Regions from separate parts of the Mus musculus genome. Here all the other regions are linked to region 1. The links are chromatin contacts, called in public HiChIP or PLAC-seq, Micro-C and promoter capture Hi-C maps. All regions are on one chromosome and are shown on one strand. The core of a region is the stretch at or near the end of the contact, and the rest is flanking DNA. Distances in the headings are between cores, read along the strand shown. Region 1 holds the start of Gpx4 (glutathione peroxidase 4). Region 2 holds the start of Atp8b3 (ATPase, class I, type 8B, member 3). Region 3 holds the start of Adamtsl5 (ADAMTS-like 5). Region 4 holds the start of Mbd3 (methyl-CpG binding domain protein 3).

Region 1 (6,947 bases), core at 3,370-5,869:
GGCCTTGGACCTTAACTACTTTGTGGGTTCCTTTTTTTCCCACCACTTATCTCCTTGGTTTCACCACTTATCTCCTTGGTTTCACTAGATAGGAGAGAAAGAAGGGGAGGGGAGAGAGAGAGAGAGAGAGAGAGAGAGAGACCTGAACGGAACGCTTTCTTCTTGTTTCTTCTTTGAGCAAAACTATAACAAACTGCAACCAAGCCCCACGAACAACCAGCAACCACCAAACCCACCTCTCAGGGCCCTAGCATTTGTACACACTCTGAAAACTTCCCAGAATTCCAAACATTCCAAACACTCACAGGAACTCAGAAACTTTCTGCAGCTGGTAAAACCGTGCCTCTGCTAGAGCAGGAGGCAAATCATAGTCAGCTGCTGTGGACAGTCCAAAGCAGCCCTACACCCCACACCTGGGATTAAAATGAAAACACATTCTTATATTTCTGTTTTCTGTTTGTTTGTTTGTTTGTTTTAAGAAACTAAAATTCCAGAATTTTCTCTACACTCAGCACTGGAGGAAAGAGGTCAGTCTGGTCTGTATAGTGAGACTGTCGAAAGAAAGAAAGAAAGAGAGAGAGAGAGAGAGAGAGAGAGAGACAAGCAAGCATGCACGCGGGCCGGAGATGGGTTTCTTTAATTAGAACACTTTTTGCTCTTGCATAGGACCTAGGTTAAATTCCCAGTACCCAGGGGCAGCTCATAACCACCCAGAACTCCAGTTCCAGAGGATTTATGTCATATTCTGACCTCTTTAGACACTAGGCACACACACAGTATACAGACATATACGCAGACAAAACACTCATACGCAAACAAATAAATGAAAATCAACTACATAAATGTTTAAAAAGAAAGGAGATACCCTGGGTGTGTGTTAATGGGAATTAACATGCCTTCCTGACCCAAGCGCAGAGGAATACAGGTCTCAAACCCCAGGGTGAGGTGTGTGGGAGGAGTGGGGATTGGAGAGTAAAGGCAACAGCAGCAGCTGGGCCTAGGAAACCAAGCAAGTTTCTTAAAGAGAACAGCATCCCCCAGCAGTGGTGGCATGCCCACCGCCTTTGATTCTGGAGGCAGAGGTTGGAGGAGCTCTGTGAGTTTGAGGCCAGCCTGGGCTACACAGGAAAACCCTGTCTCAAACAAACTTACTTTCAAAATCTGGCATCCTATTCCCAGGTAGGGAATGGTCTCCTAAGACAGCAGAGAGTGAAATCAGACAATGTTTGCAAAGCGCACTGGGGACATCTCAGACACGGCTTGCCTTAGGGCCTGTCATCACAGCCATTCAGGGGAGAAATCTGGCTTCGTGGGGAACAAAACCTTAACTTTGAGGCTTAGGCCCCAACCCCAGGCTGGACCTTGCCTTGTGTGCCCCTAGACAAAGGGACTAGGGTTCCCTTTGTCCTGCACTGGGGTCTGAGAGAGCCTGGGGCTGGTTTGGCTCCCAACACTCGAACAGTGAGAAATCTCTCAACACAGATCGCTGAAGGGAAATTCCCAAGAGCACCTGACCGGTTCTGGCCAAGGCACAAAGGGTGCAGCCAATAACAACAAGCCACTTAACCCAGTGGTTCTCAACCTTCCTAACGTTGTGACCCTAAATACAGTTCGTCATGTTGTGGTGACCCCCTAGCCATAAACCTCCCATTGCTACTGTAATTTTGTGACTGTTATGAATTGTAATGTAAATATCTACTGTGCAGATGATTTGATAGGGAAGAACCTCCGAGAAAGAGTCCCCAAAGGGGCCTCCACCCGAGGTTGCCTCCGCTTGTATGGTTTCACGGCCCCAACTTATTTCGAGCAGTTAAACATGTTCGACAGAGGCAGAAACTCCAAGGCTGTTTGGACGAAGGGGGGAGATTTACAGTTTAAATATAATTTCAGTCTTTTGGTCACAGACTAGGGGCCTGTTGCCTGGCAGAATCCCGCCCTTCCTGCGAGTGGCCTTGAGGAAAGAGGGGATGGACTAGCCACAGGACTCATGGGCCACCTTTGAACCCCAGGGCTTTGATATGGGGGGACCCGGTTACAGGCCAGCTGTGAGCCCGGAGTCAGTCTCCTTTTGTTATGGGGATGAAGCTTAACTGGCTAATCTTTTTTTCTTTTTCTTTTTTTTTTTTTTAATCCCCCCCCCCTTAACTGGCTAATCTTAATAACAAACCTGAAGGCTATTCTCTGTCCTCCGTTTAGCGGCCCGGCCTACTGTCCCTAGGTGGCTGCTCTACCCGGAGCACTCCCTTAGTTAAATTCCACTTTGCATAACTTAATCTTTCTTAAGTCCTTCTAGCAGGTTGTCCACGACCGCGGCTTCTCATTCCCAGGGTCCCCTGTTGGTGGCAATGGCTCTGTCTTTCCAGTGCTTGGGGAGCAAGAGGCGAGAAGCTCCGAGGAGCCTGGGGAAATTGGAGACCTGGTCTCAGAAAACAAAGGAAATTAGAAACAAAGGCTGGGGCTTAAGGCCTCACTTGGTATGTGTAAAACCTGGGGTCCACACCCAGCACCCGATAAACAAACAAACTTGTCATCCCGGCAGGCACTCAGGAGGGTGAAGTAGGGGGATCAGGAGTTCAAGGTCATCCTTGGCTACAAAGTGAGTTTCAGGCCAGCCTGGGCTACGTGAGACCCTGTCTCCAAAATAACAATGAGGTAAAAGTCAGGCTCTGTCCAGAAGCTGGTAGCTTCTCAGGAACTGCCAAGTAGCTTTTCGCAGAAGCCCAGATCTTCATTTCCCAACTGGCTGAATTAGGGTGAAGTTGGGGTCACTTGGGAGAGGAAGGCACTCCATATGCAGATCCCTCCCAGAGCCTGGGGCTGGGTTCCTGAGTGGCCGCCTTCAGCCCCAGCCCTTCAGCCCCAGCCCCTCGTCCAGAAGTACGGGCCTTTGAGACGCCCTGTGAGGGTGTGTTGTGTATTTACAACTTAAGCTAAAGCTCAAGTGCAAGTCCCTTAGAGGTCTTCAGTGACTCTCAGTGTCACCCCAGCTTGGGGGCTGGGAGGAAACAGCTGACTTCCTGAGGCGGGGGGGGGGGGGGGGCCCTCAGGGCAACTGAGAACTTACAGGACAGGATTGGGCAAGAATGTATCTGACACCCCAGATCATCTTAACCTTGGGGGGGGGGGTGTCTGCCCGTGGGGCGTGAGCTCCCTTGGACCCAGATCCCCGGGAGGGCTCCTGTCTCGCGGATGGCTTACTCCAGGGTTCAGAAAAAGAGGATTGAAGGGATTAGAGTCCAGGCGAGGGCGTGGACAGGCAGCTGAGCTGAGGAATGTCCTGAGTCACTCCTGTGACACGGGGAGGGCAAAGGGCCCAGTGCTGGGCTGAGAGCTGTGGGGGCTGGACAAGGCCATAGGTGAAGTTGCAGGAGGAACTGTTGGGCCTTCAGCTTCTCACTTAGGCCCCTAAGACCTGTGGCTTCTTTGATGTAGGCAGGGACCTCTGAGGACAATAGTAACTATTTATATGTCTCTTGCCACCTTGCTTTCCTGACACAGGGTTCACTGTAGCCTTGGCTGACCTGGAACTTGCTTACCAGACCAGGCTGCCCTCTAGGCTCCAAGGGCTGGGGCTAAGAGTGTGACCACTAGGCCCATCTCCATCTTGGTTTTGAGGCAGGTTCTCTCTCTGACCACGAGTACTTGGGTGACCTGACTTAGCTGCAGGGATGCTCCAGCCTCGGAATCGCAGGTTCTGGAATTACAAGAGCATCCTTGTGCACCAGATTGCGTGGGTGCTTCGATTGGGACATAGTCCTGTGTTTTCATGGCAATGGCTTTCTCACCAAGCCCTCTTATCACCCCCTCAAATCAACTTCACAGGAATCAATATCTACAGGTGACAAGATAGGGCCTGGTGTCATTGACCTATCTATCACCCTAGTACCTAGGAGTCTAAGGCAGGATTGCTGAGTTCTAAGACCGGCTGAACTGTAAAATTGGGGGTCGAGGGGGGGGGGAGAAGCTACATCTGGGGTTCGGGACTCAATGGGTTGAGAGCCCTCACTTGCATGCTGCAGGTTCTGGGTTCCATCCCTACACCTCATGGCAGCACACTTTTGCCATTCCATAGTTTAGGTTAGCCTGAGCTACAGGAGGCAACCTCTGATAAAGAAAATAGAAATGGAAGGGATGTGGGGATTGGCCGACACCGAGATCCCAGCACTCAGTAGGCTGAGGCTGGCGGTCCAGGGGTTCAAGGTCATCCTCTGCTATATAAACAGTCCAAGGCTAGCCTGGGTTACATGAGATTCTGTTTCCAGTAGAAAAAGGAGACTCCTGTACTTTCAAAGGGGCTCTTTAAGGGGATGACTTTGACACGCTTTCTATTCCCAGAGGTTCCCCAAAGCGCCCTGGCACCCTGCTCCGCTGCAGGCAACCTCGCGGATAACTGTCCACAGCCCTCCAACGCGTCGTCCGCGAGAACGCGGCTCCCGTTTCTCCCGCGTCCCTATCACTGGGCATGCGCAGTTGCTGATAACAACAAACTCGTAAGCCCAGCCCCGCCCAAGCCGTCCCTTCATTCAGGCTTCCCATTGGCTGCAGGGGCCTCGCGTCTTAGCGCAGGCGCATCTGACCAATAAGAGACGTCAGTGGGCGTGCCCGAGGGCGGGCAAGCCATACTCGGCCTCGCGCGTCCATTGGTCGGCTGCGTGAGGGGAGGAGCCGCTGGCTCCGGCCGCCGAGATGAGCTGGGGCCGTCTGAGCCGCTTACTTAAGCCAGCACTGCTGTGCGGGGCTCTGGCTGCGCCTGGTCTGGCAGGCACCATGGTGGGCTACTGGGAACTTGGAGGATCGCGGGTGGGGGCGGGGTTCGGAGTCGGGTCACCGTATCCAGGGTGGAGATCAGGGGTCGTGGGATCGGTTAGCTAGAGAAGGGGGCACCCAGGTGGGAAAGCGGAGCCTGATAGGCATCTCCGGGGTTGAACAAGGCTAGGCCTCGGCGCGGGAGGTCCTTGGGCGGTGAGAACCGGTGTCGGGGTCACCATAGCGGGCTCTGACCTGGTCACGCGCCCTGCCCGGCCTGGTGCGTCACAGTCGGCGGCGCCTTGGCTACCGGCTCTTTGTCCCCGCGCTGTGCTTGGGACGCACAGACCGGCGGGCATGGGCCGCGCGGCCGCCCGCAAGCGGGGACGCTGCAGACAGCGCGGCGGATCCCCGAGAGGCCGGCGACGCCGTGGACCTGGACGCCAAAGTCCTAGGAAACGCCCGGGCCCTCGGCGAAGGAAAGCGCGCGCGCGCCGCCGCAGGAGGGCGCGCCCTCGCCGGATGGAGCCCATTCCTGAACCTTTCAACCCGGGGCCTCTGCTGCAAGAGCCTCCCCAGTACTGCAACAGCTCCGAGTTCCTGGGCTTGGTGTGCGGCCAGGGATACCCCTGCCGTCCTCTTCCCTGGTAGCATATTCTAGGGGTGTCCACAGATCTTATCAGGACGACCTGAAAGGGGCGTACTTAATGGAAGGAACCTTGAGACTCCTCCACCTAGTGCCCCAGGACTTTCTTTCTTTGGCACCGGATTCTTCTCCCCTAGGGGACCTGGGTTAGGACACTCAGTTTTCCTGTTTTACAGTGTGCATCCCGCGATGATTGGCGCTGTGCGCGCTCCATGCACGAATTCTCAGCCAAGGACATCGACGGGCACATGGTCTGCCTGGATAAGTACAGGTGGGTTTCTAGTCATATGGGCGGTGTGCATGGCTGGTCTGAAAATGGGGATTTCCTGACTGGCTTCATTCCCACTCTTTCTCTCTCCCAGGGGTTTCGTGTGCATCGTCACCAACGTGGCCTCGCAATGAGGCAAAACTGACGTAAACTACACTCAGCTAGTCGATCTGCATGCCCGATATGCTGAGTGTGGTTTACGAATCCTGGCCTTCCCCTGCAACCAGTTTGGGAGGCAGGTGTGTGGCTGTTCCCCAGGCAATGCCCCTCATACGGGGTGGGGGTGGGGGGCTGTGTCAGTGTGTGTGTGTGTCTCAGTGTACAGTGTAGTGTATCTTCCAAGTAAATGTTGCTTCCTGCAGGAGCCAGGAAGTAATCAAGAAATCAAGGAGTTTGCAGCCGGCTACAACGTCAAGTTTGACATGTACAGCAAGATCTGTGTAAATGGGGACGATGCCCACCCACTGTGGAAATGGATGAAAGTCCAGCCCAAGGGCAGGGGCATGCTGGGAAAGTGAGTGGCCCTGGGGGAGGGAGGGGACAGATGGCTCTGGACCTGGGTGGGGAGCAGGTGCCAAATTTTTAGGTTTTTTTTTTTTCCTTGTTTTTTTTGGGGGGGGGTGTGTGTGTTTCATTGTGTAGCTCTAGTTTGGGTCAGAACTCAGAGATCTGCCTGCCCTGCTAAAGTGCTGGGATTAAAGGTGTGCACCACCTGGCTGAGCCTCAAAGATGACTTTAGTTGTATTTTATGTGTATGGGTGTTTTGTCTGAGTGTATTTATGTGTACCACGTAGGTACAGTGTCTGCAGAGACTAGAAGAGGGCATGGAATTTGCCAAAGCTGGGGTTGGTGGGTTGGTAGCCACCAAGTGGGGCCTGGGGGCTGAGTTTGAGTGCTCTTTAAGGACAGCCAGTGCTCACAGTCTTTGGCCTGTCTGCCCCTACCACGCCAGATTATTTTCATTTTGTGTATGCGTTTTGTGTGCATGCAAGTCTGTGTCATGCATGCATGCATGCTTGAAGCCCTCCAAGGCCGGAAGACAGCCTGTGAGTCCTGGGAATTGGAGTTAACAGACTTTCGGTGCTGGGAGTGTAGCCCATTCCCCAGAAGAGCAGTGCATTCCTCTAACCACCAAGGGAGCTACAGCTTCAGTTTCCCTGGCTGGCCTGGAACAGACTATGTCCAACCAGGCTGGCTTAGAACTCTCATATCCACTTGCCTGTTTTCTAAATGCTGGGATTAAAGTTGTGTACCACCATGCCCTGGCAGGTACCACTTGTAAACATT
Region 2 (6,671 bases), core at 2,347-4,846, 490 kb after region 1:
GCCAATACTGAATGCCCTGCCAACCAGCATTTATTGAACACCTGCTGCTTGATGGAGCGCCAGTTGAATGCAAGGCCTCCAGCAGGCATTAATTGAGGTTCTACTTAGTGCAAAGTCATGGAGCTGAGTGAGACAGCAAGAGATTGTGGATATGCCTGATGGGAGTCCTGCACTGTCAGCCGCTGGATTAGCTCGCAGGGAAGGAGGCGAAGTTAAGAGACTTGGTGAGAATAGACATAACAGCAACACATGGTAGCACAGGCCTGTCATCACAGCACTCAGGAGGCTAAGGCAGAAAAATCCTGCCTGGGCGACAGAGGGAATTCAAAGTCACCCCGAATTTTAATAAAATATTGCTGGGGGCGTGGCTAGGAGTTGTAGCCCCGCCCTTGGTCCGCCAGTGAGCGGCCTGGGGGCGTGGTCAGAGAATGGAGTCCCTCCCCTCAGCCTTTCGGAGGCCTTTGGTTCCATTCCTAGTCCTGCAAAAATAATTAAACTGGGCCTGGTGCTACAGGCGGCTAATCCTAGCACTAGAGAAGTTGAGGCAGGAGAATACGGAGTTTTAGTGCCGCCTAAGTTACCTAGTGAGATCTCATTTCAAAAAATAACTCGAGAACTCTCAGGGTGGCTCCCTCACCCCCTACCCTCGCACCAACTGGGGTTAGGCACGGGGCGGGTGCCCCGGGGAGCAGCAGTGCCAGACCAGGGGCAGCGAGCGGGCGGTTCACCTTGTACTTCTTCTGCCTCCAGCATAGAAAGCCCTTCTTCTTGAACTGCTTGTGATAGGTTCTGTCATTGGCCTTCACCTCCCAGGTGAACTCTGCGGGGAGACAGCAGGAGGTTGGAACTTCTGGGGCTCAACCAGGGACAACTGCCAGAGCGTTGCCCTGGAGCATGAGGGCTAATAGGCCCCCAAGGGCCCCAGGTACAGTAGATGCCCATGTAAAGCCAGGAAGCTGGTAAACATCAGGACTGGACAAGGGAACACGGCTGAGCCCAACTGCTCCTAGTATCGGGCGCTGGGTGGGAGGAACCGTGACGGGTGGATTCTCAGTGTGCAGTACCCTCAAGCCACTTCCACTCAGGGATCAGGGTCCCAGCAACTCCTCATCACCGGACAGACTGAGGACATAACCCCATTTTAGTCTCTAGTGAGGGCTGAGGGGTACCCCTCTGTCACCCCGCTTCTCCTCCCTCTCCATCCTGCCATCCCGATGATGTGAGACCGCACCTGTGTCTTTATCCTCAAGGTTCTCCCCGAGATGAACTCCATCCATGCCGGTGGGGCTGTGGAGTGGGGAAGAAAGACCCCTAAGTCACAATCACCCTGGCTGTCCAGTGCTTCTGGATGGTGTCTGACACTACCCTCATGGACCTTGAGATCTGCTCTCTAAAATACTGCCGCAAAAGCCAATCACAAGGGAATCCCAGCACAAGGGAGGCTGAAGCACGAGTATGGATGGCTTCAAGTCCCAGCCTGGCTCGGGGGTGAGCAGCAAGACCTTGTGTTGGAATAAAATAAAGACTGGAGGGTGGGGAGATGGGATAGGGGGTTCTGGAAGGGAGACCTGGAAATGGGACAACATTTGAAATGTAAATAAAGAAAATATCCAATAAAACGGGAAAAGGAAAAAGAAAAGAAAAGAAGTAGCCCTAGGTATTCACAAAAATCAATAAAAAAAATAAAGGCTGGGGTATAGGTTAGAGGATGGATCTATCTATCTATCTATCTATCTATCTCTCTATCTCTCTATCTCTCTATCTCTCTATCTCTCTATCTATCTATCATACATGCATATCTCACCTTCTCATGTCTACCTCAGAACTGCTCTCTGGACTTGCAGGACCCAGCATTACATCCCCCATCTATAGCTGGTCACCTGAGGCAAGGAACCCCACCTCTGAGATGCTGTAGCCTCGAGCCCTAGTGAGGAAGCTGTGGCTGGCCCGTCCAGTCTCCTCCATGCCCCTCCTGTTCCACCTGCTCCTGCAAGGCCCACCCCACACCCCACACATGCTCAGTCCATGTTTGCTGACTGACCCCACGGAGCTGAGGGGTTGTATATGTGACAGCTCACGGCTTGCGTATATTATGAGCATGGAGCCATGTTAAGATAGATCTGGTGTGTTGGCACCACACCAGATCCCTTTAATCCCTGCCCTTGGTACACCAAGTCAGTGGGTTGCTGTGAGTTCAAGGACACTCTGCCCTACATAGCAAAAGCCTGTCTCAAAGGAGGAGGAGGAAGAAGAGGAGGAGGAGGAGGAGGAAGAGGAGGAAGAGGAGGAGGAGGAGGAGGAGGAGGAGGAGGAGGAGGAGGAGGAGGAGGGAGACAAAAAGATCTGGCCTTGGGATTGCTAAGTGTAGTGACAGGGTCTCACTCTGCTGCTCTTACACCCATAATTCTGCTCCAGCCTCCTGGAGGAGCTAGGATGACAGACCTGTGCTCTCACTCCTGGCTGGGTCTGGTAACTTAAGACAGCCCTATACCTGGTGACATGGGTCCTCCCTGCTCCCTTCCCGGGGGGCAGATCTTCAACCACCACCTGAGCACTCACCCCATCGGTCCCCCAGTTTACCCATATGCCCCCCACTGTCACCACCCTGCCTGGTGGATTTCTTCCTCACCCTCCAAATTTCACTCTGTACTTCCCAGACCGGCCCGTGGGAATCATGCGCCTCCTGGGGGCTTCCTGAGCAGCTGGGGTGTCCCCCATCTTGCCTCTGGTCACCTCTCTTCTAGAGCTTTCACTGTCTTAATGTCTGCTGAACCCACATTTCCCCCAGGACAAGGAGTCCTGGTGTCTGAGTCATGTGTTTCCCCAGGGCATCTTGGGGCCCCACCTCCTCCTGGCTCAGCACCAGCTCTGGGTATTGGGCTTTTCCCTGATTATCACGTGAGGAAAACTGAGGCTGGAGAGGGTGTGGGAAGGATGTGTGAAGAGATCTTGATTCTAGGGAACACTCTAGTCCAGGGGTTCTTAACCTTCCTAATGCTATGACCCTTTAATAAGTTCCTCATATTGTGGGGACCCCAACGACAAAATTGGTTTTGTTGTTATTCCATGACTAATTTTGCTACTGTCATGAAGCATAATGCAAATATCTGTTTTTTTCAGATCGTCTTAGGTGGCCCCTGTGAAAGGGTCGTTTGACCCTCCCCAGGTTGAGAATTGCTACTGCACTCAGTCTTCCTTTCCAATGTTTTTCAAAGTTTCCAAAATCTTCCTGTTCCAAAGTGTTCCTGCCCACTCACCAGACACCCCATTAGCAGTATTCCCCAGCGGCCATGACGCACAGCCCTAGTGAACTCTAGTGGTCACCAAACTGTCCTGTAGGTAAGCTCCACCTCGGTGTCTGGTTTTATGAACCTCAAGGGGGCACCATCTCCTGTCTCAAGTGCTGGCATCCGGGCCCAAGACCCCTAGAGCACAGAGAGGTCACAGTGGCGCCCAAGGATGCACAACTCGTGAGCATCGGTGCTCACCTGCGAGGGCCGGGCTTGGTGGGGCCTGGCTGCCTAGGGCGGGCCGCCAGCGGCGTCCAGGGCCGCCGATGTTGTGGAGCTGTTAGCCTGGTGCCAACGGGTCTGAAACGGGTGGCGCGGGCTCGTGGGGCGGGGCATTGCGAAGGGGGCGGGGCCTACCAGAGCCTTAAGGCCTGCAGCTTAAGGGCAGGAGAAGGATAGGACCAGGCGACAGGGGCGGGGCCTGGAGAAGGTGGGGCCTAGTTGAATGGCACAGAGGGTAAGGGTAGAGCCTGGAGTTGTGGGCGTGGCTGAGTCTTCGGGGTGTGGTCAGGTCTCGTGGGCGGAGTCGTGTTTTAGGAGCTTGGCAGAGCCAACCTTGTGCTACAAACCAGGCTTATGGGTGGAGCAAGAATTAATTGTACAGCCAGGCGTAGTGGCATACGCCTTTAATCCCAGCACTCGGGAGGCAGAGGCAGGTGGATTTCTGAGTTCGAGGCCAGCCTGGTCTACAAAGTGAGTTCCAGGACAGCCAGGACAGCTATACAGAGAAACCCTGTCTCAAAAAAAAAAAAAAAAAAAGCGGAGACCAGGCTTCCAGGGGAGTCTATTCCTGGTGAGCGTGGTATTACATCTCAAGGATGGGACAATGCTTTGTGGGCGGAGGCATGAGTCAAGGGCCAGGAAGGAAGGAAGGAGGGAGGGGGTTTGGGTAAACTAGAAAGGACAGGAAAGCCTTGGGAAGAGGTCAGGGAGGAAAGGCAGGGGTCTGGCATCTGGAATCTCTGCGGGCAAGGCCAAGATAAGGCCAGCCGTAGAACAGAAAAGGGTCAAGCCAGGCAGTGGTGACACATGCCTTTAATCCCAGTACTTGGGAGGCAGAGACAGAGGCAGGCCTGGTCTACAGAGTGAGTTCCAGAACAGCCAGGGCTACACAGAGAAACTCTGTCTTGAAAAACCAAAAGGAGGAGGAGGAGGAGGAGGAGGAGGAGGAGGAGGAGGAGGAGGAGGAGGAGGAGGAGGAGGAGGAGGAGAAAAGAAGAAAAGGGTCAAGTCATGATCCAGGGAGGGAGGCAGAGACTAGGGCATGGCTGGGGTATCAGGGACAGGCTCAGAAAAGGTGGGTCTGAGCTTCATTCTGCAGGGCAGGAGTTAAGTTCAAACTGGTCTCAAGCTTTATTATGTAGGGGAATGCAGATTAATCCTCCACCCTATATAATGACAGCAGCCTCTCACTGAGCTACATCTCCTGCATTTGGGAAGAGCATCTTCCAAGCACACTAAGCACAGTATACTCCAGCCCAACTAAACATTGCTGAATTGGGGATTAGGAGTGGGAAGGTTGCACACCAGTGAGCACGGTTGAGCCAGGTCTGTATCTGTCATGCCTAAGTGGGAAAGGGAGCCCACAAGGCACTGATGGGCTATGTTGATACCTGTGTACAGTGGATGTATGCCAGGGATGCTGGCCACGGTACACCCTGAAGAGGCTGTAGTCAGCCCTGCCTCTAACCTAGCCCTCAGTGGTTATGTCCACCTCCTGTCTCCCAGTGTATGCTGGCATAAAATGAATGAACTGGTGGCTGGGATAAGGACGGCACTCAGGACCAAGCCTCCACCAGAATAGCAAACTCTGGAAGCTTTGAGTCCCTGGAGCATGTTGAGGAAATAGCTACTCGGTTCACTCAGCTTTCGGTGAGCATCTGATCACATCTTTATGATGGCCTTTTTTGGGGAGATCCCCTACCCTGACTTATAGAGGATGGGGGTAATCACAGTGGAGAGGGCTCCCTCGAGTGCAGGCCTCTGGCTTTCAGGGCAGAGCCAGGGTTAGCTAAGGTCTTTGTTGGCTGCTCTTCTGACACGAACTGGACAGTAGATAGGCAGAGACACACACTAAAGCTCCCAGGACAGACCTGGGCTTTGTGAATACATTAGCACCATTTATTTGTTTTTAAAAACTTGTTTACAGAAGGTAGAAGAGGGGACAAAGTGCTCAAGGAAACCCCTGAGGGTGGAAGCCTAGCTTAGCCAAGGAAGCTCCCTTGGCCCCTGTAGCCCCTGCATGCCCACTATGTAGATAGCCCCTGGAAGCTGCTCTAGCCATTGGCTTGCAGTCCCTCCAAGAAGCTTGAGGGACTAGGTTCCCACAGGACCCTGACCATCAGACCCCGGTTATCCTGCCAGGGTCTAACTCCAGCCAGCCTACTCTGCCCACAGATAACTGCCAAGAGGCAGCCAATCAAGTTGAGGTCACATTGGATGTGAGTACTACAAAACTTGTTTCCTTACATGGGAACAGAGTGGCCTTGATGGCCAGGCCCTGCCTCAGGACACCAGGCGGCAGGGGCTCCCAGTCTCTACCCTGGACCTTGTCTGAGTAACTGAGATCATAACAGGCAAAAAGGAGTAAAGGCATGCCATCAGCCTGCATCAGGGACAACAGCAAGGTACCTTCAGGGGAGGTCTAGCAGGCACAGCCTACCCGGAGCTTGGGGCTGTCTCACAGAGTTCCCACAGCTAGGTGGCATGGGCCCATGGGGTGAGAGTTGCTTTTGGCAAGGGAATCATTTTCATTTTTTCTTGACCCTGGCCACTGGGACAGGGGCCACATGGCGTGTGTCAGGATCCTGTCTGCCCCCAAAGCACCACACACTATGAAATCTAAAGTTCATACAAACATTTATTCTGTTTCTACTCACAGAGGGAGGCAATAGCCCCCAGGATGACAGCCCAGAGGCCCTGGAAGGCCAGGCCAAAGGGCTGGCTTGGCTCTGAGGTTGGGGAGCCCTGGTGGGCTAGGGTGAGTTCTGGAAGCTACCCCACAAGGCAGGGCAAACATCCAGGCCCATGGGACTGACCATGTGGGGTTCGGTCCCTGGATCCCAGCGGTACCAGGGTTGGACCCCTCAGCTGAGGAGGTGTGCGGGTCAGCAGGTTTAAATTAAAAATTAATAAAAATAACAGTATAAAGTAAAAAAAGACAACCCCTGTCTCAAACCATGAGGGCTTGTCCTGTTGCCTGCGTTATATACAAAGAAGCAGAAGGCAGAGCCCACTGTCTAGAGCAGTGGGCTGGGGTAAGAGTGGGGGTGCCTGACTGGGGCACAGAGGCTAGGCCAGCTCTGCCCTGGGCTGCAGCAGGCTCCAGGGGACAGGACTGGGAAAGGAGGTGATGTCACGTTGGGCAGGTGTGGGGTTGGG
Region 3 (6,523 bases), core at 792-3,291, 290 kb after region 1:
AATCCAGGCTGTCCCAAAACTCTCTATGTGGCCCAGGCTGGTCTGTCAACTCACAGAGGCCCGCCTGCCTCTGCCTCCCAGGTGCTGGGACTAAAGATTTGCACACGTGCTTTTCTTTTTTTCTTTTTTTGGTTTTTCAAGACAGGGTTTCTCTGTGTAGCCCTGGCTATCCTGGCACTCACTTTGTAGACCAGGCTGGCCTCGAACTCAGAAATCCGCCTGCCTCTTCCTCTCGAGTGCTGGGATTAAAGGCGTGCATCACCACGCCCAGCTTTCTTTTTTTCTTTTTTATTTTTTTTTTAGATAGGGTCTTGTAGCCCAGGTTGGTCTTAAACTTCCTGAGTAGCTAAGGATAACCTTGAACTCGTGACCTTCCTGCCTCCCCTACTAGCTCCTGGACAGTGGGCACTGGGCTTTTGCTCTAGGACAGGCTTCTGCTTTCCTTTTGAGATGGGAGTCTTGATCTGTAGCTCAGGCTAGGCTCAAACTCTGAAAAATCCTCCTCCCTTAGCCTCCTGGGACAAAGTTGCTAGTCCTGGACTGCCACACACCCACCTTAATCAGTTCTTCCTATAGACAATGTGTTCTTTTATTTTGTTTTTGTTTTTTTTTAAAGATTTTTATTTATTTATTATATGTAAGTACACTGTAGCTGTCTTCAGACACTCCAGAAGAGGGAGTCAGATCCCATTACGGATGGTTGTGAGCCACCATGTGGTTGCTGGGATTTGAACTCAGGACCTTTGGAAGAGCAGTCGGGTGCTCTTACCCACTGAGCCATCTCACCAGCCCCAGTGTGTTCTTTTATAATGCACAAGGAATCCTTTAAGGACAGTTTTTAGGTGGCTGCAAGTTTAGTCACCCCTTTCATCTACCTTCCTGGGTGGCCAGGAACCAACCATTCCATTTCTCCAGGCCTCGGTTTCCCCATCTGTGCAGTGAAAACCCGCGGAACCCCATCCCTGAGTCTCTGAGAGCCTGTAGAGGGATAATTAATGGAGGCTCATCCAGAAACTCAGGGTGGAATGGATGTCCCCCTCCCAGCTGCCCCCCAGCCTCTGGGGACCGCTGTGCTCCCAGGTACCCCATAGCCTAAGGGACCTCCTCCCCACCCCCAACCCCACCCCGTGGCAGGCGCTGGGCGGCTGACCTGGCCTCCTGCCAACACGTGGGTCATGGTCTCATCTGCCAGAGCTGCGGGCTGCGGTGCCTAGAGGATCTGCGGACAAGAAGAGCAGGGTGGGGCTGAGTGGAGGTCTCAGTTTCCCCAACTGTAGAGACCGGATGAAGTCATTCTCAGCCGACGCCCTCCTCCTCGTGATCCCAGCCTGGCAAGACCAGCCAGGAGGGAAGGGAACCAAGATGAAGTGAGTCCCTTCTGGGCCCGGGCCAGGCTCTCTGAAGGGCACACGGGCTCTCAAAGATCTGCAGCCCACAGGGTCCAGGTACCTGAAAAAGGGGTAAGGAGGACAAAAGTACCCCGGCCCGGCTGGAACCAGGGTCTCTCCGGTTGTCAGCCAATCTGATGTCCTTTAGGACACCTTGGGACCGAGATGGCTGTAAATTGGAAACTCACGGGAACTGCTTCAAGACACTCGCCGGACCCTTCCTTCTGCGGGCCCAGAAACTGGGCTGTCCCGGGAAGGAAGGAAGAAGGAGGCTGGGGAAGGCCATCTCATAACCCCCTTCGTGAGGGGGGCTCCTACCCATGTCTGTCAATGCCCTCTCCCGAGCACCGCATCTAGCACTGCATCCCTCTCCCGCATTGGTGCACCAGTCACTGGGGTGTCGGTCTCCTGAGTTTCAGTCCCATCCCGTAGGAAGTGCGACCCCCAAACTCACCCACCATCCTAGGGATTGCTGCTTTCGCTCCGAGCAGGGAAAGAAACCAATCTCATCCCCGCCGCCACACCGGGTGGAATAGTGGCAGGATGGGAAGAGGGACTTACCATCTGCTGAGAGCCCAAGGCAATACGTCCAAGTTTCCCCGGGACGCCCCGGGGACTGGCGGAAGCGGCGGGGCCCCAAAGTGCGGGACTGCGAACTCGGTCGATCCCTCCCACCCGGGCCTCCTAGGCGCGCCCAGGCTGGGGTCACCGAGGGCGCAGGCCAAGGGCGCCCTCGTGCGGCAGGAGAGGGCGCACGCGTTGGGCCCGGACCTGCGGCAGGGGGCTGACCTACTGTGTCTGACAGCGCAGCTCAGCGGCCCAGCGTTGGTCCTGATATCCTGGGTGCCAGTGACCTTGGGAAGTGCAGCTGCGGGGCGGTGCGCGGGGGTGACTGGACTGCTATTCCGGGCGCCGCGCTCAGGGCCAGGGAATGTGCCTAGCGCTGGGGCTTGGGGTGGGATAGTCCATGCCAGGGCGCCCTCTCACTCTCAGTACCCCGTCCTGCTCCGTAGCACCCCGCAGCCAGATACGCCAGATTTCCTCTCCTCATCCCCATCACCCACTCAGGCCAGGCTCCTAGCTCTGTCCCAACAATCCCTGGGACCCCAACCCAGGTCTCCATCATCCCTGCAACTGGGACTTCCCACCCCGTCCCTGTTACCCCCAATTAGACCTCTCCACGCTGGTCCACATCATTCCCCAGTTAGACCTTCCTGCCTTGGTTCGCATCTCCACCCCCCCCGCCCCCCGACTCCTCACTCGAGTCCCAAGCATCCCCTCACGAGGCCCCGCGCGCCCGCTGGGGGCGGAGGGACCCTCCCTGCCCCACATTCCCAGGCGCTGCCGTCACCAATGCTCCACCCGGTCCCGCCCTCTAGGCCTGGACGCCAGTGCTGCTTCTCTCCACTGGTTTTGGCCTCAAGCCCTCCGCCTCAGTTTCCCATTCCCGGCACTCTGCCAGCCTCTTGTGGACCCCCTGACCCCATCGCCTTCGTGTAGCCTCCCGGCAGCCGGGCAGAAGGACGCCGCACTGCGATGATCAGTGCTGTGTGGACCATGCTATTCCTGGGCGCTGAACTCGCCTCCTCTAGGAAGCCCACCTGGCTGACCTCTGGCCCGCTTTCCTCACAGGGCACGGTGCCTGCTGTATGCACTCCCTGAAAAGCAGACTGCCTGCAGTATTTACTACACATAGAGGACAGTGTCTGCTGTATACACCTGCCTCAGGGAGGTCCTCTGGACAGGGCTCAGCACAGGACAGCCGCTGGAAACATCTCTGAGTGTGACCACTCCGTGACATTATTATGCAAGTCACTGTGTGCACACAGCTATGGCCCAGCAGCCAAGCCCAGTGTGGGGAGGTGGCCATGCATGGCCATGACTCCGATTTCTGACACCCATCATCCTGTTGAAGAAAAGATGCTAAGGCCAGGCATGGGCTGTGAGGAGAACCCCTACAGAACATATAACCACTAAAGGGGCTAGAGGCAAGGGTGGCCTAGCCAGGGTCAGCAGGAGAATGAGAGACAATCCTGACGTCCTGCTGTGAAAGGAAGGGACCTCAGCAAAGCAAAGATGAGGACCGTGTTAGGGAGAGAGAGGGGCCCGTGCAGTAGGAGTTCTGTTCTGGTATACAGTAGGCATGCACTCTGTCCTGGTATACAGTAGGCATGCACTCTGCATGGAGGATATACAGCAGACATAGATTTACAGGAGAAAATATGCAACAGATATACTATCCAGGTAGTGCACATAGTAGGCACTGAAGGGGAGTATACATTAGGTGCCCCGTCCTTCATGATACAAGTGTGCAGGAAACACTGTGTCTGGCAGAGCGAGCATATAGCTCACAGTATATACAATAGGTGCATATGTACAATAGGCCCTCTCCCTTGCAGGGATAGCATACAGTAGGCACTTTGCTGTGCAGCCACTGCCTACAGTAGACACTACGCTCTGAAGAGAGTGTGTCCAGTGAACATGGCTCTTTCCCCAGTTTTCCTAAAGCAGACTATCGCAGTGAAGCCGGCACCCGTCAAAAGCTGAGGCCTACAAGGAGGCCATAGAGCGGGCACTGTGTCATACAGGAGCATATACAGAAGGTGGTATGCTCTGCAGGGTGTGCACACAGCAGGCACTGTGGGGCACTTCCCTGCAGTTCTGACTCAGTCCAGCAGAGGGTGCACCAGGGCTCCAGAGCTCCCCTAAGTTTGCTCAGGACAGTGCAGCCTGCTGGGGACAGCTCTGATCCACACCCACTTCCAGCCGGGTTACCACCCTCGGAGCGCCTTCTAGGACCCATTCACCTCTGCCAGGATGGGATTGGGGCAGGGGACAGGGCTTAGTGGGACTCTCAGCTATCTGTAAGACCAGAGCTTGCAAACCAAATGGCCAACAGCTTGACTCAGGTACTTAAACATTTAACAAGTGGGTGTAGCCATACACACTTGTCATCCTAGCACTGGATAAGCGGAGGTAGGAGGATCGGAGTTGGAGGTTATCCCCAGCTGCATAGGATGTTTGAGTTTGGCACAAGCATCACCGAGCACGGACAGAGCCTGGGTGTCGTTCCCAGCACAGAGGTTATACACACCTGACACCCCAGAATGGGGGAGGGTAGAGTCAGGAGGATCAGAAGTTCAAAGTCATCACTAGCTACAGGCTGAGTTCCAGGCCAGCCTGAACTCCAGAGTGAGGGTCGCCAAAGTGGGGACCGGAGGCTGTCAGGCCTGTTCACAGGAGAACCTCGTGGTGCCCCGTGCAGCCCTTGGAACTCTCCTGAAATCCCTGAGGCCACCTGATCCCCAACATGTTCCCTTCTGCCTCCCAAGGACACTGGGGTCCGGTAACTGCTATCCAGACTCTAACCTCTCTGGGGCTCCCATCTGCCCCATGGCACAGGGGTTGGGGCAGAATCGAACCCACACTGTCGTGGTCATCCTATGCATAGGTATTGGGAGGCTCTGGGCTCCTGTCTTTCCTCTTGGGAGCGCACGAATAGAGAAAAGGTTTTAGTTCGGTTTGTATATTCCTGGTAGCTGACCCTGCGCTCCTGGGACCTGCTGCATTGTCAATCCCAAAACTGCAGAAGATCGAGGAGAAAGAAGGGCGGGTCTGAGGCTGGAGTTCTCACACCGAGCGAGATTGCTCCAATGCTCTTTACTTTGGCAACATTGGGTTTGGGTTGCTTGTGTGTGTGTGTGTATGTGTGTGTGTGTGTGTGTCCCTGTTGTGTGCACATGTGTGTGGAGGCCAGAGCCTGGGATTCTCTCCTAGCTCCCTACCCAGTGCTGGAGTTACAGCTATGTATCCCATCCCACTTTAATTTTATTTAAGACAGGGTTTCTCTGTATAGCTCTGGCTGTCCTGAATCTAGCTCTGTAGACCAGACTGGCCTCGAACTCACAGAGGTCCTCCTGCCTCTGCCTCTGGAGTGCTGGGATTAAAGGCCTGCACCACCACTGCCCACCCAGTTCCCATGCCTTTTTTTTTTTTGAGGCAAAGTCTCAAGTAGCCCAGGCTGGATTTGAGACCCTCACCCTAAACCCTGAATCGTCCTGATTCTACCTACTGAGTTTTGAGATGACAGGTATGTGTCACCGTGCCTGGATCACTCTCCACTCTCCCCACCCCCACGTCTGCTGACACTGCCATTAGCAAAAAGACCCACGCAGACAAAAAACGGATCGCTCCTGCAGAAACCTGGCCAGTTCCAATGGCCACACAACACCCTGCTCAGCGGTCGAACAATGTCCCTGAACAATGTCCCCGATCAAAGGTCGATGCCAGATTCCTCCGGAAGAAGATAAGGGGAGGAGCTTGGGCTGCAGGGGAGGGGCCTTGCTGCAAGAGTCCCACCTTCTGGGCAGTGGCACTTAGGACATAGTTCCCCTGAGGACATCAGCTCTATCAGCAGTAACTTGGGCGACTCAGGGAATAGCACAAGGACCAAGCAAACCTGACCCAGCAGGGAGAACCCACTCTGGGGGCAAACAAGGACTCAATAAGATCATAATATAAGGGTGACTTCTGCCTCCACCTCCTCAGTGTCACCACCACCTGGCTAGGAATTATGTCCTTGATCCTCCAGCTGTAACATATGTTCCAGAGCCTCACCCTTGTTTGTGGCTGCATGATATTCTAGCGTGTGGGTGGGTCACACTGTGTGTCCATCATCCATCCATCCAGTGGATACTGGCTGTCCTAGAAAGAGTGCTCTGGAGATGAAACTCTGTGAACTGAGGTCCTGGGGTGGGATAGGCTTGCTGTGGGCATGGGAAGTTGCAGGAAGAGAGAGGGAAGGGGAAAGACGGGTGTGTGAGGGACACAGGAGCCTCACTTCACCCGAGCCTGGAGGGTGCCACAGCGTGGAAAACTTCGAGCTTCCTGGCTATTCTGAGATGGACTCAGCTTACGTCCTGGGCAGAGGCCCTGGCCAGTGAGTCCGGGCTCAGGGTGACACGTTCCCTGGCTCCTTTCTGGCTGTGAATCCTGCCCAGTTCTCAGGGCCCCCATTTGGGTTTGGGTGTCAGTGGCCAGACCCACTGAGGGCTTGATTCAGTGGGTCTCCGCCCAGAGCCCTTCCTTTTGGCTCTGCATCTGAGAGGCTCAGAGCAGAGATAAGGGAGGATGTG
Region 4 (6,268 bases), core at 1,799-4,298, 350 kb after region 1:
TGAGGTGAAATGTTCTGGCATTAGTGGTTAGAGTTGGAACCTCTGGGATGGTACCCCGCCTGAATCCATGACTGGGACTGGCAGCTGCTCAGAGATGGGGAGAAAGCATGGGCAGTGCATGTCCCAGGTGCCTCAGATTCCCTAATGTGAGAACCACATAGAAAACAGCTAGCCAGCTGGGCAGTTGTTTAATCCCAGCACTCAGGAGGCAGAGGCAGGCCGATTTCTGAGTTCGAGGCCAGCCTGGTCTACAGAGTGAGTTCCAGGATAGCCAGGGCTACACAGAGAAACCCTGCTCAAAAAACCAAACCAAACCAAACAAACAAAAAATAGCTGGGCAAGGCTTGGGGTGTTGCTGGTCTGCGGCCCAGAAGGCTGCTCCCTGATCTCCTCAACAGCTGAGATGGGGCACTAGGACGAGGCACCGCAGCCCACATGCTGTCCCAAGCTTCGGCATGGACCCCTACTGGACACTTGACTGGGACTGGAAGCTGCTCAGGGAGTGGGGAGAGCATGGGGCAGTGAAGGCAAAGGACCGCCCTCCCCCAACCGTCTCTTGTTAACCAGGTTGCTGTAGCTGAGGATGACTGAATTCCTGGTCATCCCGTCCCCACCGTCTCAATGCACTGGTGACAGGCACAGGGAAACCTGGTTCATGTGGCTGGGACTGGGCTGAGCGCTAGGCACATGTTCTACTCACTAAGCCCCAGCCAGAGCCCCTGGGCCTCCTTTTAAAAGATAAATATTCTAAAATCCAATCTGACAGGGCCTCCACCAGTTAGAACATGGTAAAACCCCTCCACCTCCTAACAAGTGACTCTGGCATGCAGGTTGATCACCCTAACAAAACCCTATTAAACAGGAACAATGGCATATGCCCCTCTTGCAGCAAAAGCAGAGGAAGGAGGAGCCACAAGTTCCAGGCCAGCCTGGGCTACACAGCAAGACCAATAAAAAGGTAAAACCAACCCGAGTCACAAGGCTGTTGGCTGCTGGGGTGGGGACAGCACTTCTGTGCAGGGCCTAAGGAGCTCGGCTCTGTAGGTCTGTGTGCACATGGAGTGTGCCCAACAGCTTGCTGAGTGGGACAGTTTGAGCTGCCCTCATCCAGCGATAGGCCCATAGTACACCCAGGGCTGACATCCTAACTCTCCAGCCCTAAGTGTTTCCAAGGTATGTGGGAGGAGTCCGTGAAGAAGAGACTGTCTATACAAATGCGTTGGAAAGCACTGGTGGCTATTCTGGGGCATGGATGTGAGCTAGCAGCTGTGGGGGATGAGACAAGTGGGACAGGTACAGCTTGGGGACAAGGTGTCTTTGGATCATCTCTCAGAGGTGTTGGCCCCATTGCAAGTAAGGGAGAAGGGGAGGAAGTCCCATGCACACAGGGCACCATTTGCATGTAGCCCTACTGGGAAAAACCCTACCTACTGCAGACCTATTAGAAGCAACAACCCCATCCCTCTTTGCAGTCTGAAAGGAACCCAAGTTAGCCCTGGCTTCCAACCTTACTGCCAAAACCCACGACTCCTTAAGACCAAAGGGCCAGGCAGTTCAACTCACAATGCACCACCCAATTCCGGGTGCAGTGGAGTAGGGACAACTACAGTCGGCTAAAAAGGTAGATGCTCCAGCCGTAGGGCAGCATGCATGCGGCCCAGGATTCTATTCACACCACTGGGGATAGAACTGGGGAAGAACAGCAGGTGTAGGTTGCCTGGCTATTATTCAGATAGACAGCTTTCACTGCCCTGATTAAAAGGTTGCAAATATGGTCTATGTAGACGCTGCCTCAAAAAAAAAAAAAAAAAAAAAAAAAAAAGGCTGGAGAGTTGGCTAAGAGGTCATGAGTTCAATTGCTAGCAACCACATGGTGGCTCACAACCTTCTATTGGGTGATCTGATGCTCTCTCTTCAAGCAGGCAGAGCACTCATGCATTAAATAAATAAAAAATTTAAAATATTTTTTAAAGAGCAGACTTATTCATAAAAAAGTCTTGCACACAAAAACCACATTCACATTAGTCAGAAGCCACTGTGATGTTACATTTGGGGCCACCGCTCAAGAAGAGCAAGGGCTTTGGAAACGCCATAAAAATGGGGGACATTTTGCTGAACAAGAAGCCAAACCCAAATTTATGCAGGTGAGGGGATCAGGCCACCTGGGGCAGTTCCCTTGCTTCCCGAAACCATGATAAAGTCCCCGCGAGGGTCAAAGGGTCAGCCCATCCCCCTCCCACCCCCGCTTCCCAGCGGCGTCTGGCCAAGGCCCGGGCGCCCCTCGCACGGCGCGCACGGTCCCCGATTCCTTGGAGGACAAAAGCCCGCGCCACAGGCGGGCTAAAAGCCACGAGGCTGAAGCCTTGGCTGCAGGCGTGGCGCACGCGCACTCACAGCAGCGCTGGGTGGCGCGGATCAGCAAAAGGCAAGGCACTGGGTTCAACGCATGCGCGCTGAGGCGAGCCATGGCCGGCGCGTGCGCACTGACCACAGCTGGCACGTAGGACGCACGCTCGGACGCACGCTCGGACGCACGTCGCCCGGCCCAGACCGCGGCCCGCAGTCGGGGCGCCCAGGCCGCCGCAGAGGCCGCTGGGAGGCGCCCGTTGGGGCCCTGCGCGGCCGGCGCGCTCATTCACCTATAGTAAAAGACATCCCTGTGGCCGGCCGACAGCCCCGACCTCCTGGGCACTTCTTCCCTTTCCCAGCCCTGCGGGAGCGCCGGGCACTCCCACCTCTTCCGCTCCATTGCGCCCCGGCTTTTCCGCCCGCCGTGGCCGATGCCGCCGCCGCCGCCGCTTCTGCAAGTTGCGACCCCCGGGCTCGTCGCCGATTCGGCTCCCTCCGCCGCCGCCACTCGCCGCAGCTGTTCTGTCCCACGGGCCTCCGCCCTCCGCCCCCAGCCGGGCGCGCGCCGGCTTCGCCACCCGCTCGGCCCCCTCCCCGCGCTTCACAGCCCCCGCTAGGGGGGCCGCTCCGCCCACCCGCCCGCGCGTGGGGCTCGTCTGCGCAGGCGTGGAGTCGGCCCCGCCCCTTCGCGCTCGCAGGACCAGTCTGACTGCCGTCCAGACTCTCTGCGCAGCCGCGGCCCCGACCCAGCCTTCGCTTGCCTTCAAGACCCGCCCCAAGGCTGTGAAGCCAATCAGATCACTTCAGCTCCTCGGCTTAAAATGCACAGTTGGCTACGTCCCGCCTTGCGGGAGACGCCCACAGGGCATGGAGACCAATCAGCGCTCAGAACCTCGTTCTGTGCTTAACTTCTCATATAAATCTGCTCTGAGACAAGGACAGCCAATCAGCGTGGCCGGGGTGGGACAACCATTGCGTTTGCGCTCTAGACTCCGGAAGCACAGTGTGTGCTGCACCTGGTCTGTACCAAGCTGGAGCAGTTTCGCCCGAGCTGCCGTCCTGGTCCTGGGGTCGCGCTGGGCTGCACCTGCGCAGTGTGCGTTTGTCAGGGACCCGCCTGGGCTTTGTGAAAAAGATCGAGTACAACTCGGGGCCTTCGACGCAGTCCTGCTTCCCTCTGCGTTTCGTTCTGGCCTCTCGGCTGTTCCAGCCCCAGCCTCTATTGCGTTACTGCGAGGACAGAAATGCACCACCACTCCCGGCTTCACCAAGAACTATTTAAGAAGTTTGTTCTTTGCAGCAGTACTGAAAATAGAAAGCAGAACCTTACACGTGGTAGACTTTCTGCCGTTAGGCTGCACCCCAGCCTGAGTTTGATGGCTCACGAACCTATTTAGAACATTCCTGGCCAGCCTGGGCCACACAGCAATACCCTAAAATCAGGCCAGGAATAGTGGCACGTGCTTGCCATCTCAGCACTGGGATAGTGGAGGAAGGAGGATCAAGCACTTCAAGACCAGCTTGGAGTTTACTAGATCCAGCATCAGAAGGAAGAACAAAACCAAAAACTGGTTTCTAAGTTAGTGAATGGAGTCACTCGCACTATCGCCCCTTGTCTACCGCAGCCCTGAGGACAGGGAGCTGGGGGGTCACTTACTCCTGCTTGGTACTGTCGGCTGCTTTGCCACTCAGGCCCAGCCAGACTTACCCAGGGAACATGCCTGAAGGCCAACTACCTTCTCACCCAGGCTTCCATTATACAGTACCTGGAAGACCTCTCTTTGAAAGGGGACCCTCCCTGACAAGGAGAGCTGCCAAGGGATCATGAGGTGAAATCACAACACATTTAAAGATCTTTGTCTTGCCTGCAATTTTTGGAGCTCAGGAACTGTATTTTATGAGCTAGGATTTGGGTCCCCAGATCAGGAGGAGAGATCAGATCACAGTGAAGAAGGTCAGGGGGACATGGAGGCTGGGATTAGTGTTTTGTATTTTTGAGTCAGAGTCTGACTTTGTAGCTTTCCCTGGCCTTGAACTCCGAGATCCTTCTGCCCCCTGCTTCCCAGGTGCTGGGATTAAGCCAGGCTTGGTGTCTGACAGATTTTTGCATGTGAGAATGGCAGCAGAAAATTGACACTGGGGTTCTCAATTCTCTATTTTTGAATTTTAAAAATCTGTGCCTCTTACCATCCAGAACCATCTAACTTCCCCAGACTGGGTCTCTCAGCTTGTAGCTTACTGCTTTATCTGGGCTGGCAGGAAGGGAGGTCTCAGACATGCAGCCTCCGGGCAAGGAAGTTCAGGCTCTCACGCGTGTTTGCCAAGCTGGTTACTCAACTGTCTTTCTCCTTCCATCTTTTTTATTCTTAAACCAATAAGGGGTTTTAAGTGGCCCAGGATGTCCTGAACCTTGCTATGTAGCTGGGGTGACAGTTATGAAGTGCTGGAGATGGACCAAGAGCCTTGTACACCCTAAAGGAGCTCCATCCCTAGCCGTTTCTGATCTTGACAACTTTCCTGAGTTTATCTTACTGTGTGAATAGGTCAGAGCTTGCGCTCAGGTATGATGGTGTGGTGGTTTGAATATGGTTGGCCCAAGGAGTGGCACTATTAGGAAGTGTGGCCTTGTTGGAGAGTGTCACTGGAGGGGTGGGCTTTGAGAGACCCTCCACCTAGCTGCCTGGAAATCAGTCTTCTCCAAGCTGACTTCTGATCAAGATGTAGAACTCTTAGCTCCTTCTCGGGCACCACAACTGCCTGGATGCTGTCATTCGACCTTGATGATAATGGACTGAACCTCTGAACCTGTAAGCCAGCTCCAATTAAATGTTGTCCTTATAAGAGTTGCCTTGGTCATGGTGTCTCTTCACAGCAGTGGAAACCCTAATCAGATAGATCACAAGAGTTGTACTCAGCTGTGTGTGCCCCAGGCTACCCCACTCCTGACCCTGCCTCAGCCTTCCAAGCATGAAGACAGGGTTGTCCACCCTCAAGTCACAGGCTCCACTCACTAAGTGGCTCCAGCAGCCCTCACTTCACCTTCTCCCATTCAGCATCTTGAGGAGCTGGAATGTCAGGCTTGCACCCCAGGCCTAGGGAAAGAGTTATGCTTATGAGTATTTAGCTTACACGTCTTGTCTGTTCATCATGTGTGCCTGATGCCCATGAAGGCCTCAAGAGGATATGGGACTGACTGGAGACACTAGGTGTCAGGAATCGAACCTGGGTCATTGAAAGAACAAGAGTTCACAACCCCTGAAATATGAGATATCTCTAGCCTCTTCTGTGGTGTTAATTTGTCTTGACACCAGGTCTTCAGTAGCCTAGGCTGGTGACCTGGATGGAACTCTTGGTTGTTTTGACTTGACACCCAGAGTGCTGGGAAGAGACGTATGCAGGATTTTTTTTTTTTTTTTTTTTTTGGTTTTTTCAAGACAGGGTTTCTCTGTGTAGCCCTGGCTATCCTGGAACTTAACTCTGTAGACCAGGCTGGCCTTAAACTCAGAAATCCACCTGCCTCTGCCTCCCAAGTACTGGGATTAAAGGCGTGAGCCACCACCGCCCGGCTTCGCAGGATTTCTTAAGACAAGAAATCACTTAGTGCACACTGTCTGGAAATCTGACCATACTGGGTTATGAAGCACCGAGATGTATGTGCTGGGTTGGTGACAGCAGTTTTACCAAAAGGCTGTGGCTGATCTGGCACAGCTCTTACTTAGCATGCAAGAAGGCCCAGGGGCCATCCTCGGCTCCATGAACACCAGGCATGGCAGTGGACAGCTGCATGAGCACTTGAGAGACAGGGGCAGGAGGTTGAGAAGTCTAAGGTCAGACTTAGCTATATAGTGAGTGTGAGGCCAGCCTGGGCTATATAAGAACTTGTCTTAGAAACAAACAAAACCAGGAAGGAAGGAGCCCT

What was found. Promoter capture Hi-C pulls out the DNA fragments that hold promoters and counts their contacts. A called contact is a pair of places that touch in the nucleus more often than the background predicts. HiChIP or PLAC-seq counts read pairs in DNA pulled down with a chosen protein or histone mark.
Region 2: a contact with region 1 is called in a promoter capture Hi-C map of pre-B cells, with 2.3 times the contacts expected there. The contact joins the promoter of Atp8b3 here to the promoter of Gpx4 in region 1. A contact is called at or near these places in 2 of 39 promoter capture datasets (liver and pre-B cells) and 1 of 115 datasets of contacts at active chromatin or transcription factors (pancreatic cancer cells).
Region 3: an HNF4G HiChIP or PLAC-seq map of pancreatic cancer cells shows a contact between it and region 1. The contact joins the promoter of Adamtsl5 here to the promoter of Gpx4 in region 1. A contact is called at or near these places in 1 of 484 Hi-C or Micro-C datasets (rod photoreceptor), 2 of 115 datasets of contacts at active chromatin or transcription factors (embryonic stem cells and pancreatic cancer cells) and 1 of 9 other capture datasets (pancreatic islet).
Region 4: a Micro-C map of embryonic stem cells shows a contact between it and region 1, with 5 times the contacts expected there. The contact joins the promoter of Mbd3 here to the promoter of Gpx4 in region 1. A contact is called at or near these places in 2 of 39 promoter capture datasets (liver and pre-B cells), 2 of 484 Hi-C or Micro-C datasets (both in embryonic stem cells) and 5 of 115 datasets of contacts at active chromatin or transcription factors (double positive thymocytes, embryonic stem cells, extraembryonic endoderm stem cells and 1 more).

The regions. Positions count from the first base shown.
Region 1 is chr10:80,048,946-80,055,892 of GRCm38.p6, forward strand. It overlaps Gpx4 (glutathione peroxidase 4), which reads left to right and starts at 4,620. Exons shown (of 7, transcript NM_008162.4): 1 at 4,620-4,770; 2 at 5,569-5,663; 3 at 5,755-5,899; 4 at 6,023-6,174. The coding sequence starts at 4,687.
Region 2 is chr10:80,535,528-80,542,198 of GRCm38.p6, forward strand. It overlaps Atp8b3 (ATPase, class I, type 8B, member 3), which reads right to left and starts at 3,597. Exons shown (of 28, transcript NM_026094.3): 1 at 3,489-3,597; 2 at 1,232-1,287; 3 at 729-820. The coding sequence starts at 1,277. It overlaps Rexo1 (REX1, RNA exonuclease 1), which reads right to left. Exons shown (of 15, transcript NM_025852.3): 15 at 5,399-6,671.
Region 3 is chr10:80,346,407-80,352,929 of GRCm38.p6, forward strand. Adamtsl5 (ADAMTS-like 5) reads right to left here and starts at 2,042. Exons shown (of 13, transcript NM_001285435.1): 1 at 1,950-2,042; 2 at 1,151-1,219.
Region 4 is chr10:80,396,483-80,402,750 of GRCm38.p6, forward strand. It overlaps Mbd3 (methyl-CpG binding domain protein 3), which reads right to left and starts at 3,049. Exons shown (of 7, transcript NM_001306143.1): 1 at 2,736-3,049. The coding sequence starts at 2,749.